Regions from separate parts of the Mus musculus genome. Here all the other regions are linked to region 1. A link is a contact called in public ChIA-PET and promoter capture Hi-C data. All regions are on one chromosome and are shown on one strand. The core of a region is the stretch at or near the end of the contact, and the rest is flanking DNA. Distances in the headings are between cores, read along the strand shown. Region 1 holds the start of Calm2 (calmodulin 2). Region 2 holds the start of Foxn2 (forkhead box N2). Region 3 holds the start of Fbxo11 (F-box protein 11).

What was found. Promoter capture Hi-C pulls out the DNA fragments that hold promoters and counts their contacts. ChIA-PET counts read pairs in DNA pulled down with a chosen protein or histone mark.
Region 2: a contact with region 1 is called in a promoter capture Hi-C map of erythroid cells, with 10 times the contacts expected there. The contact joins the promoter of Foxn2 here to the promoter of Calm2 in region 1. A contact is called at or near these places in 3 of 39 promoter capture datasets (erythroid cells, liver and pre-B cells).
Region 3: an RNA polymerase II ChIA-PET map of memory CD8 T cells shows a contact between it and region 1, with 23 read pairs. The contact joins the promoter of Fbxo11 here to the promoter of Calm2 in region 1. A contact is called at or near these places in 2 of 39 promoter capture datasets (liver and pre-B cells), 2 of 484 Hi-C or Micro-C datasets (CD4 T cells and embryonic stem cells) and 3 of 115 datasets of contacts at active chromatin or transcription factors (large pre-B cells, memory CD8 T cells and pancreatic cancer cells).

The regions. Positions count from the first base shown.
Region 1 is chr17:87,445,005-87,449,110 of GRCm38.p6, forward strand. It overlaps Calm2 (calmodulin 2), which reads right to left and starts at 1,931. Exons shown (of 6, transcript NM_007589.5): 1 at 1,789-1,931. The coding sequence starts at 1,791.
Region 2 is chr17:88,438,966-88,443,071 of GRCm38.p6, forward strand. It overlaps Foxn2 (forkhead box N2), which reads left to right and starts at 1,739. Exons shown (of 6, transcript NM_180974.5): 1 at 1,739-1,919.
Region 3 is chr17:88,063,877-88,067,982 of GRCm38.p6, forward strand. Fbxo11 (F-box protein 11) reads right to left here and starts at 2,169. Exons shown (of 23, transcript NM_001081034.3): 1 at 1,133-2,169. The coding sequence starts at 1,376. Gm45950 (a long non-coding RNA gene) reads left to right here and starts at 2,249. Exons shown (of 2, transcript XR_385899.1): 1 at 2,249-2,691.

The DNA of each region.
Region 1 (4,106 bases), core at 681-3,180:
TGACATCCCAATAAAAATACAATGACTGCATGCAAATCCAAGGGCTTTGTAATCAGTTCTATATACATAGGTACCTAACAGAACAATTTTTTTCTCTTTAACGAAGTCCTCAGAATCTAAAGTCTTAAATATTATGAAGTTACTAGAATAGTTGTCGATGTAGCAACGATACATTTAAATATAAAACTTACTGGGGAGAACCACTGTTAAGATATAAATTCTAATTTTCCAGTAAAGATTTAAATCCTATGCTAACTAAAAAAATAATAAGTTACTATACAACTTGGAGTGTCAATTACTGCCTATAATTTACATCGTGTTTCCCCTTACAAAGAACAAATTCAGTCAGCATATTAAAATTCATTAGTTAAAAAATATATATCAAAAAGAATTCACCAAAGTTAAATGAAGGCTAGCTCTCTCAAGGTGAACACTCCCCACACCCAAGCAGGCTGGAGGTTTCAGTTGGCAGGGATTCCCAACTACTGTTTAAGATGTCACCTTGCCTCCTGGACACACCCATTGCTGTAACCATTTGGCAAGGGAGTAAAATAAGTATTGCAAATTATCGTCCTCATTAATTTTTTTAAAACAGAAAACACGAAGAGGGACTTATTTTTCAAAGCTCTTTCTAAAATCTCCTGCTCTCTTTTACACTCTTTAAGTGTACAGTTACTGACGGCCATTATTGCATAGGTGAACTGTCCGTAAGAACTAAGATCAGATGGCAACTTCCACTCTGAAACGCAAGTCGTTTTCAAGGAACTCTGCGTGTGGTAGAGGTGAACAGGAGTGCACCTGAGCACTCAAGAATTTAGCGACCCGCCCCTTAATTGCTACTTCCACTAGCTCATGGGGGCCGAAAAACGCCTTTGAGACCCTAACTGAGGTCGGTTGCTTTCCCTTTACGAGCTCTATTTTTTTTTTTTTTGAGAAAGCGCCCGACTTCCAGCAAAAGCTTGTATTCTTCAACGATTTAAAAAAAGAAAAAAAAATTAATCATCCAGTCTGGGTAGCGGAAGCCAGCACCAGATGGAGTGAACAAGCAGCAGCAGCAGCAGCCCTGCGCGGAGGGGGAGGGGGGACTGCTGGGGTCCCCTCCCCCGCCCATCCCCGCAGCGCCGCGGGCCGCCCAGACCTCCGCAGTCCTGCAGGTGCCAGCGCAGCAGCTGGGGCGCGAGCCGAGCCGAGCCGCGTAGGGCGGCGGCTCGGGGCCCCGCGCGCTCACCCCACCCGACCCCCGCGGCGGGGGTCCCCGCACGGGCTGGACCCACGGGGCGCGCCCCCGGCCCGGCCCGGCCCGGCCTCGCGGGGATGCGGGCTAACGGCGCCCGCTCGCCTCGGGGCCCCGCGCTCCTCCCCACCCCACCCCCCGCGCATGGCGGCCGGGCGGACAAAGGCGCTTCCTGGCGCCCGCGCTCGCTCGGCGGTGGCCGTTGGCGGTTTGAATCCGGCCCCCGGGGCTGACCTTTGGCGCCGCCTCGGCCGCAGCCCCTCCTGCTCTGCTCTCTCGACCGAGCCCACGGCCCCGCACCCCAGATCCATCCTCCCCCGGCCAAGCCCCGCAGCGGTCCCCCGACTCATCTAAAAGGGAACCCAAGAGGACAGGGGTGGGGGACACCTGCGACACAAGTGTCGCGGGGGGCCTCCTGGCTTTTTTTTTTTTTTTTTTTTGGTGCCGTCCCTCTGGCGAGGACAGTTCTGAGAGGGGAGGTCCCCTCTTTAGTCAATCCGCTTCAGCATCTTTCCCCGACCCGCGGGGCGCCGGCCGCTCAGCTACGCACTCACCATGCTGCAAGGGCTACGGGTTTCCGAGACGCGACCAGACAACCGCTCGACTCGCTCGCTCCACTCGGACTAATTCTCCTCCTCCGCCCCCAGCTCCTCATAAACACCTCCCTCCGCCTCCCTCCGCCAGATCCCTCCGCCTCATCCAGATAACGGAACCTAGCGAACGAGTCCCGGCCAGCCCCCGCCCCCTCCCCCCCCCCAACTCTCCGGGAGACCCCCTTTCTCCGCAGTCACTGGGCAGACACGCAAGAGAGAAAGGGGAGCAGGGGGACGGATGACGTAAGTGGGTTCCACTCCCAGGCAAGCCGTTAAAAGGCCGGGGGAACCGCGCCTGGCAGGAGCTACTTTGCGGCGCGGAGGAGCACCGCGGTGGCGGTCGACCAGGCGAACCTCGTTGAGCTTGCTGCTGATTGGCTGATTTGTACCTGCAATGCGTCACTTTCTCTCGCAGCCGGAACGCGGTTGCGGCTTCTGCCGTTGCTTGCTCGCGCCGCGCTGTCCTGGCAACTGCGCCAGGCGGCAGCGTGGCTCTCTCTGCGCTCGGCTGGAGGACCTTCTTCCACCCGTCCTGCCTGCCACAGACACACGCACACACTCACCTTCCCGCCCCGTATGGAGGTGCTGCTGACAAAAACAACACGGGCCAAAACAAAAAATAAATAAAACTGAAGGACACCCCCCCCCCCCAGTAAACACCCACCCAGCGCGCCCAGCTTCTCAGCGTTGCTGCATAGGGAGGCCGGTCGTTTTTCATTACACGGTGCCGAACCCATGCAGCTCAGCTGACAAGCTAATCAAAAAAGGGGCTTCCGTTTATGCCTACCCTTCGCTTCTCTTTCCTAGCAGTAATTTATCAGAAAGCTACTCAAACCCACTGTATCCGAGAGTGTGTGCTGTCGGTCTCCCCAAGGAGCCCCTCTGAAATTAGAAGCCCAAAGTAGACAACCAGAAAAGGATGATGGGGGTTAGAGAGGAAAATAAGGATTCCATCCTCAAAATACAGTGCCCAGAGAAGATTGATGGAACAGCCACGGCCCAGAGAGAATTAGGAAGATGGCGAAGGCAGAAAGAACTTCCCAGTTGAAAAAGCACCACCATGCAAACCCTCAAACCGTGGAGAGCAATCACTTTGTAAAAAGCAAGGCAAGATGAAACCTCAACTTCAGAAAGAAGCCTGCCTTCAGGATAGTTTCCCCGTTCAGCAAGAACATTTCGGTGCTAACAGCTATATGCACCCACTCGGAGAGTCCATTTTAACCTCCTTTACCTAAGTTAGACATCCCTCACACCTTTAAACATATCTTTTAATGAAGCCAGAGCTGGGCCCTCTTTCAGTCATGGAAACCAGACATTAAGCGGCCTTCTAATTAGCACTAACAAAGCTGACACCCTTTCGAACGAATGCCCACTCGATGGGAATACCAAACCAAACCAAACCTCAGATTTCTGTTTCTATTATCCTTGCCAATGTGGTGCCCTGATAATACTGAAAGGGAGGAGAGCTAATTAACCTTACCCCACAAATGAGATAAATATCATTATTTGGGAATATTACTTTAAAATGGGCACCTCCAGCCAAGAATCTGACGCCACCGTTCCGTTCCAGTGCACTACATTCTGGTAAATTCAAAGTTTTTCCAAGATATACCTCAGAAATTTGTCTGTGACTCCTCCTCAGATCTTCAGATGGAAGACCTACTAATTTTTTTTTTTGTCTTTCCGCTGACTCAGTAAAAATATTCTCTCCTTACACAGTACCCCATTAGCATGCGGTGATTTTACATATGAAATTTTTAATGGTGGGAAATTGAATGACAAAATGAATAATCACCTCTTCAAGGGAAGGAATTTTTAAGAGGATTGGTGCAGAATGTATGATAAGTACGCACTGACTCGTGCCTAGAGAGACGCGGTAGTGCTTGCTAACAAGTATATAGAAATATATTTTTTTTTTAAATAGAGAATATAGGAAAGCTCTTCCAGGTTTCGTAGGTTGGGTTTTGGTAACGCCTTTCTTGCATAATCTTCCTTGTTGACCTCTTAAGAAGACAAAGAAAAGTCAAGGGTTACATTTAAAGCCATTGCGGTTTATGTGTATTTGAGACTGTTCCAAGTCAATTTATTTATAGAGCACTTGTCTTCCGAAATATGACAGAGATCTCCGCCTAACCCTGGCAGTTGTCAGTGAAACGCAAAGTCAGCGAAGACTGTGTATCAGAGCCTTGGAAATATCTTTTTTTTTCTTCTGTCTGGTTCCCACGGTGAGATCTTAGAGTTCTCTACCTTTGTCCATCTTGGGGGAAAGAAAAAAAACA
Region 2 (4,106 bases), core at 489-2,988, 990 kb after region 1:
ACAAAATGAAATAGAACTGGTAGGCGAGCTTACATGGATCATACGAATAATGTTGTTTGTGGAATGAGGGAATCAAATATTTCTGGCTTTGTTCTTGTACATCGGGGTGCCTACAATTCCTCTGCATCTCTGCCATATTCACAGCTCATCTACTTTACTGCGAGCAGATAGCCTGCTTCAGTCATTTTATATGCAAAGACATTGAATAGTCAACATCCCCTCATCAGGAACCAAATGAAGCTTTGTTGAGCAAGCAGACGGGCAATGTCTCCGTTTTAGAGACCCTTTCTCTTAATCCATTTATATCTGTGTGAAACAGGTATCAGTAGCATGGTTTTTAAAGAACTGGGTATAGAAATTGAAAGGTTTAATTTCCAGGTTCATAATGATAACAGTAAACTCAAACTATAGTTTTCTTTTAGAAATTCAATGGAATAGTCCTCTCTCTCTCTCTCTCCCTATGTAGATGGCCTTAAACATTTGAGTCTCCTATGTCCTCCTTCCAAGTTCCAGGATTACAGGAATGAGGCACTATACCCTGCTTTCCTTTTGAGACAGACTTCTTTTTTTTTTTTTTTTTTTTTTTTTTTCTGAGGCAGGGTTTCTCTGTGTAGCCCTGGCTGTCCTGGAACTCACTCTGTAGACCAGGCTGGCCTCGAACTCAGAAATCCGCCTGCCTCTGCCTCCCGAGTGCTGGGATGAAAGGCGCGCGCCACCACCGCGCAGCTGAGACAGAAACTTCTTATGAAGGCCAGGGTGACCTCTAAATCTTGGCACTCCTCCAGCCTCACCCTACCCAGTACTGATACATAAACCTTCACTGCCAAGGGCAGTTTGATAGGCTACTTCTAGGCTTCAGTTTCCTTCTATGTAAAGGGAATTCCTGAAATTGTAGAGTTGGCAGATTCACTAAAACATGAAGCAACCAGAAAGTATACCCCGAAGGGAATGTCCTTAACATTAAAAATTATTCTACATTTGTCTGCAATTCAGAATTAACTGGCCACTCCCGTTTTATCTAGCAGCACTGTACCCGCAATACAGTGTAGGCAATACGTGTACAATGCATATTAAGTCCTTATTACTGTACACAGCAATTAGTGAGAGCTCTGTACATTTTTGTTGTTGCTGTGTTGCCTTTTATTACTGGTTTTTAATTTGGGAGACAGAGTCTCAGAAAATCTTTAGTAAAATTTGGATCTGATTCCAAAGCCCCATTTCCCCTCTAAAATCTGCTCTGCATAGAGTTTCCACGGCACTTCAGTCAGAAGAAGGTAGCGTTGTTCTCAAGAAAGCTTCCCGGTCCCCACACTTTCAAAGCCAAGGGGCTGTTCGGGCCGTCGCGGCAGCCCCAGCACACGCGTCGCGGGCGGACACTCGCGCGTCCCGCGCCAGCTCGTCCACTCAGCAGCCGCGCCGCGCCTCGGTCGCCCTCCCATAGGTCCTTCCGGGCGACAGGCGAGGGCTTTTCATTTTCCCGCCTGCACGCCCAGCTCCGTAAACCTCAGCGTCCCCTCGCTTTGCCTTCCGAGCCCGCTCCACCCTTCCGGACGCCACCTTCCCCCCCACCCGCCTGCAGGACGACAGCTCGGAGGGGCGGCCGCCGCCCTGGTAGGAGGCGGGACGAGGCAAGGGCGGGCTGCGGGAGGCGGGACGGAAGGAGGGGCGGGGCCAAGCGCCTTGGCGCCGCGTTGTCATGGCAGCGGGGCGGGGAGGAGGGGAGGAAGCGAGCAGGCGGGAGGGGTGGGGGGGGGGGGGATGTGGTGCTGCGGCGGCCGCCACCGCAGCTGCCACTGCCTGCTCGCGCCTGGGTGTCCCGGAGGCGGCTGCTGGGAGCCACGGGAGCAGCTGCGGTGCTCTGCCATATTGTGTCTGGCCCGGCCCGGCCCTCGCCTCTGGTTCGCGGCGGCTGAGTGACGGTGAGTCCCCGGGGTCGCGCGGCGCGGCGCGGCGCGGAGGCAGCGTGTGCGGCCGGCGCTGGGCGTGGGGGCGCGGAGGCGGCTGTCCCGTGACGCGCCGGGACATTTTTGTGTCCCGGGAAGAATTGGCGCCCCTGCGCGGGGGTGTACCCGGCGCGCGGCTCCGGCAGAGCGTGGGCTGCCCCGGGGGTGTGGAACCGAGGCGAGCACGGGTCCCCGGGAGTGAGGAGTTAGGAGTTTTCTCCCGAGGTAATGACCGTACCGGAGGGGGCGTCGCGCAGTCGGAGCCACAGAGGGCAGAGGACGCCCAGGCGGAAACCTGCGACCCCGGGAGTTGCTGCTCTAAGAGTCCCGGGGAGCCCGCGCCAGCCACGTCGCCGCTCCGGCTCCCATCCGAGCGGGACGCGCGCGGCGTGGAGTCCCAGTCCGGGGCCCGGCCCGGCCCGGGCGGGATGGCTGGGCCCGGAGAAGTAGTGCCCAGGAGGACTCGCGTAAACTTCGGGCGCGGGGCCCCGATGTGGGGTGGCGACCCCAGCCCGGTTCTCGCGGCCGGAGGCGCCCCCAAGCCTGGCTGGCCCGGGCCGGGGGTGGGGTGGGGTGGGGTGGGGGTGGGACTTGGACTGTTTCGGCGTTGCAACATGTGCACTTCCTGTTCGCCATCTCCTTCGGGGCCGAGGTTACTTCTGCCCTCCGGCCCGGCGCTCGGGCCGGGAGGGTGCGCGGTGGTCCGCGGCCTTGAGCTTGGGTGCCGGCCGGCGTGCAGTGCCCGGCAGCCCGAAGCCGAGCCGGGGAGGTTAGGGGCAGGGAGTCCACGTGCTCGGTGCTCGGTCTTGCACTGCAAACTCCGCCCCCGGCTGCCCTCCGGCAAAATGCCTGGGTTCCCACCGCCGCACCTCACGCGAGTTGGGGGTAGCAATTTCATTGGGAAGCCGCGCTCTCGAGATCTTCTTGCACTTGGTTTCTGCTTTAAAGCTTTCCTTTTTCCACCTTTTGGGTGGCGGTGGGAGGAGTCATAAGTGCAGAGAAATGACAGACTTTTTTTTTTTTTCCCCTACTTGCAACTCCGCTGTGAGCGGTTAATTATTTCCAGGTTAGTTGGTGCTCTTTTCTCCTGTCTTCTGATTGTGACAGCCACGTGGCCGGCTGAGTGCAATAGAGTGCTCTAGCGGCCAGAGAGCTTGAGGCTTCTCTCGCAGCAGGGGCTTTGTAATGGTATAGTCTTGGCTTCTGCGCTCTAATAAGAGGAAGTGGAAAAAGCCGAACCGATCACATCTAGTTGTTTCACCTGAATCGTAGAATGGCTTTCCTTTGCAATTCTGGTAAGGTGTCTATTGCCATTTTTGCCATTCGCTGCAACTTTGATGATTCATCTTAAAATTTCAGCAGTGTTAGGTATCTTCAAAGAGCGACAGGGCAATGTCTTTATAAAAAGAGTTCCCCGACTCTTTAGAAAAATCGTTTTAATTTCAAAGCCAATAACGAGCGATTCTAATGAATCTGAAATGATAACATTCTGGCATTATTTCGGGCTTATGAAAAAAACTCATTTGTTTCTTTTTACACAGATTAGCAATGAAATTATCTTTTTAAGGATAAATACTAGTTTTGTATGTAGTCAGATTTGAGCAGAATTCATAGGTGGAAATTATAGTATATAAAAGTGAAAGAGAAAATGATTAAAGTTAAAAAAATAAACTACTGGAGAGTGAAGATTTAGAATGTCTTTACAGTCTAGATCATGCGTCATTTTTTTGATCGGCAATTTTAATTTGTTTCTATGGCATGTTTGTGTTATTACTTAGTTTTACGTTATTGTTAAACCATTAAGAAGGAAACCCCTTACATTTATAGAGTTCTGGAGAAATGGTTCGGACTTCGTTTACTGGGCTTTTGAATGTTCTAGTGAAGTTAATGAAGGTATCGAAGAGGGTGTAAAGCTTTCTGTAGGAAAGAAGATAGGCTGGAAAGTGAGTGTGCACTGACCACTGAGAACAGTTCATAGTTGAGGAAGAAAAGTAAACGAACTGAAGAGAAGTGAAGAGACATTTACATAAAGCCGGAAGCCTGGAACACTGCAAACAGTTTAAAGTAAAGTGAAATTTAAAAGTAATACTCAAACAGCAAGTGTGTGTGTGTGTGTGTGTGTGTGTTTTGAGAAGGCTTTCACTCTGTGGTCCAGGCTGGCTT
Region 3 (4,106 bases), core at 919-3,418, 620 kb after region 1:
TTAAAACAACCATACACAAAATACCGTGCTGACTTACACCCCGCTGCAAGCAGCTCATTAATAAAGAGACTAGTTATGTTTGGAGATCAAGGTGCAACACTCTCATCTCACAAACCTCTCTCCACGTAACCACATCATTCAAGCAAAACCGAACATTATTTTTGCTAAAGCAAGAATCCAACCCCAGGGAGCCTCAGCCCTTAGACAATGGTGGTTACCAGACAGCGCAGCACAGTTGGGTCCAAATGACACATTTCACTAGGCCTTGGTCACAACACGCGCGCGGGCGCGCGCTCGTCTACATACAGCTACACACACGATCCCAAGGGGCCCGTTCTACGGCGAGGGTGCTCAAACCCACCCGGAGACCGAGGGGAGCACCGTGGCGTAGTGGGTTGGAGAGGAAAGGGGGACGACACAGCGGAAGGGTAACTGCACTGCACACGAGGGAGGGGGCTGGAAATGGCCGATAGCTTCTATATTTATTTATTTAAAGGTATTGATTTAACGGGTTCTTCCCCGGGGTTCTGTAACTAAAGGCAAACTGTGCAGCAAAGATGTTGTGGTCGAGAGAGGGGCCGAGGCTCCCCCTGCCCTGCGACCTGGAAGGGGGCACGCAAGTTCCCCAGCCAGCGCGGCGGACCACTCCGGCGCTCCTCTCCCCCTCCTCCAGGGCAAGGGGGAGCCCACAGAGAAGGGGAAAACAAGTTCCCCGGCCAGCCTCACCGCCCCACGCAGCCAGCCGTCCCCCCACCTACCACGAGAAAGGGGGAGCCCAGATCGAGCCAGGCGCAGAAAGGGGGGAAATCCCACCCTCCTGCCCGCCCCCGGCCGCGAACAGACTCCCGTGGGGTGGGCGAGCCAGCCGGGAAGCCCCAAGGAGGGGTGGGGACGGAGGGTGCCAGCCCCGAAACCAAACAAAGCGCGGCCTGAGCCGCAGCCCGGGCGGATCGCGCAGCCGCGGCTTTTCCTGCCGGCCAGGCCCGGCCGGGCCGGGCCCAGGCGAACACTGCGGCACGGTGGGACCCGCCTCCGCTCGGCCTCCGTCTCCCACCCCGGGCGCGCCGCCGCCGCCGCCGCCGCCCCCGCCCGGCCTCCCGCCCGCCCAGCCAGGCCCCGAGCGCGGCCTTACCCCTCTCGCCGGCGTTGTTCCGATCCTGAGGCGGCGGCGGAGGCGGCGGGGGCGGCGGCGGGGGCTGCTGCTGCGGCGGCGGCGGGGGCTGCTGCTGCGGCGGCTGCTGGGGCGGCTGCGGCGGCGGCTGTTGCTGAGGCGGCTGCGGCGGCGGCTGCTGCGGGGGCTGCTGCTGCTGCTGTTGCACCGGGCGCGGCCGCGACACTCGCCTGGGTCTCCGGTTGGCGGCTCGGACGGAGTTCATTTGCCGGGCTGAGGTGGCGGCGTTGGCGGAGGGACACACACACTCACGCGCACACGCACCGCGAGCTCCGGGGCCGGGGAGGAAGGGGGTGGGGAGCGGGAAGGAGCGGGGCGGCCGGGGACGCGGGGACCGGGGGGCCACCGGGCGTGAGCTTCCCCCGGCTCCGCGGGGAGGCTGGGGGCACCACCGGAGCTTGAGCGAGGCCCGCCGGCCGGGCCTGGCGCACGGGCAAGGCCGAGGCCGCCGGGCGGGGCGGCCGCGAGGGACGCAGACAGAGAGACGGGCCGGGCAAGAGAAAGAAAGAAAGGGCGTCCGTCCGCCTGGGGAGCCCGAGGCGAAGCGCGGCGGCGGCCGAGCAGACGAGCCGGGCCCGCCGACTCCCGAGCGGCGTCTCCGGCAGCGGCGGCGGCGGGGGGAGTGGGCGGACGGGCGATCTCGGAGAGGGCGAGCCGAGCGGGGCGGGAGCGCGCGGGGGGCGCCCGGCTCCTCCGTTCCTCGTCCTCCCCCCACACCCCCTGAAAGAGCGCCCTGCGAGGAATTTTCTCTTTCTTCGGCCTCTTCTCTCTCCTCCGCCCCCCCCACCCCCACCCTCGGCGAAGGGGAAATGAGTGTAAAAGGGAGGAGATAGGGGCAAAAGAGGCGTCGTCGTTCCTCCTCCTTAAAGGAACCTTCCCTCCTCAGCCCCAGCGCCGCCGCCGCCGCTGCCGCTGCTGCTGCTGCCGCTGCTGCTGCTGCTGCTGCTCCGTGGCAGGAGGAGCCATTGACACCGCCGGAGCCTCTCCGCTCAAGCCCTGTCGGTCCCTCCCCGCCGCGGGGCTGGCCGGGGGGCGCGGGGGGAGGGCCGCGAGCCGGCGGGGGAGGGGCGGGGGCGGGGACAGAGGGGGCGTGGATTCCGGCGGGGCCTGACCAATGGGAAGCGCCCGTACGGTGTCGGAGCCAATGGAGCCTCCTCTCTTATCGCGGAGCCCCCTTCCTCCAACACCCTGTTTCCTCTCTCGGGTTTCCTCCTTCCCCGACGGAGGAGGAGGAGGAGGAAAGAGGAAAGGGGGGAGTGTGGCAGGGCGGGTGATAATGGGGAGGTATCAGGGCATATAATGGAGCCGGGGGTGGGCGAAGGAGCGGCAGTACGTAGCGAAGGTTCTAGGATAGGAGGTGCTCTGAAGGAAGGGCGGGGGCTGCTGATGCAATTGGGAGAAGTGATTAATCCTGCCTTTTGCCGGTTCAGCCTCCCTCCACCCCAACCTTCACCTGGTTCTCTTAAACGCCACAAGGAGTGAGGGACTCCGTCTTGGGTAACTCCGGATTTCTGGGCTCGGTAGGTTCAAGCTCTCAGCTGTAGGGAGCGCTCCAGGCTCTGTGCGTTTTTAGTCCAGCTGAAGGGATTTATTTGCAAACCTTAAGAAATCTTGTTTCGGCTCTGCTGAGAACTTAAGAGAGAGTCTGGAGTCGGTTCCAGCTTTTGTCGCCCAAACTTTCAGAATGTTTTAGATCTTTAACCAAGTTAGTTTGCTTTAGGCTTTTTTTTTGGGGGGGGGGGGGGGGCAAGTGGTCTACATGGTGTTCCGGAAGAAGTAAAATAAAACGGGTGGAGGTTGTGATGGATTATATTGGTTTTGTTTTAGGTCCCACGAAGTCAAGAAAGATAAACCCCCGAGAGGAATAATCTTTTGTATCTGTGTCTGGTCCCCTTAGCACAATCTCTCCCCAAGGAAAATGTGTTTCTATTCCCTGGCCGCCGTTATGAAGACTGAAAATGTACTCCGCTCACTATTCCTTATTGCATAGCTAGTGGTTTATCTCTGGATTCCCTCATTTCGGAGCTGTCAGTGATTTTCTACTTGAATTTCATTGATTGCTTTCTAGGCTTAAGATAGATAAAACATTACAAAGCTTCAGAAAGGGAGGGAGAAAAGTGAATTCTAAGGGACGCACAGGAGAGGTAAGTCTACGGTATTGTGCTATGTGTAAATTACAGATTTTTTTCTTTTTTTCTTTTTTTCTTTTTCTTTTTTTTTTTCTTTTTTCTTTCTTGGTTTTTTGAGACAGAATTTCTCTGTGTAGTCCTGGCTGTCCTGGAACTCATTCTGTAGATCAGGCTGGCCTCTAACTCAGAAATCCGCCTGCCTCTGCCTCCCACGTGCTGGGATTAAAGGCATTCGCCACCACTGTTGGCAAATCACCCTTCTAGATGTCAGACATCTCCTGCCATTTAAATAATAACCTATCATATGATGTACAATTGCTGGGTTTTTTTTTTTCTTTTTTGGTCATGTGATTTTCAAAGACTCACAATCTTTTCAAAACCTGTATGTGAAGACAGCTATTTGAAAAATATCTTGAGGGGCTAGAAAGATGGCTCATCCCTTAAGAGCACTGGCTGTCCTTCCAGAGGTCTCACTTCAGTCCCAGCAACCACATGGTAGCTCCAACTATCTGTAACTCCAATTCTAGGGCATCTGTCCCCCTCTTCTGGCCTCTGCAAGCACCAGGCATGCACTTGGTGTACAGACTTGCATGCAGGCAGAACTCACACATAAACCTTAAGAAATTATTTTATTAAAAAAAATCCAACAATTCGAGTCATGCATGAGTAGCTAAAGCCTATATTCACAGAATTCTGAAGGCTGAAGCAGAAGGGATAGCAAGTTCTAGGCTATCCCGATCTGCGAAACAAGATCCTATCTGACTAAATACATAAACAGTATTAAAAATGTCATGGTTGTTAACTGG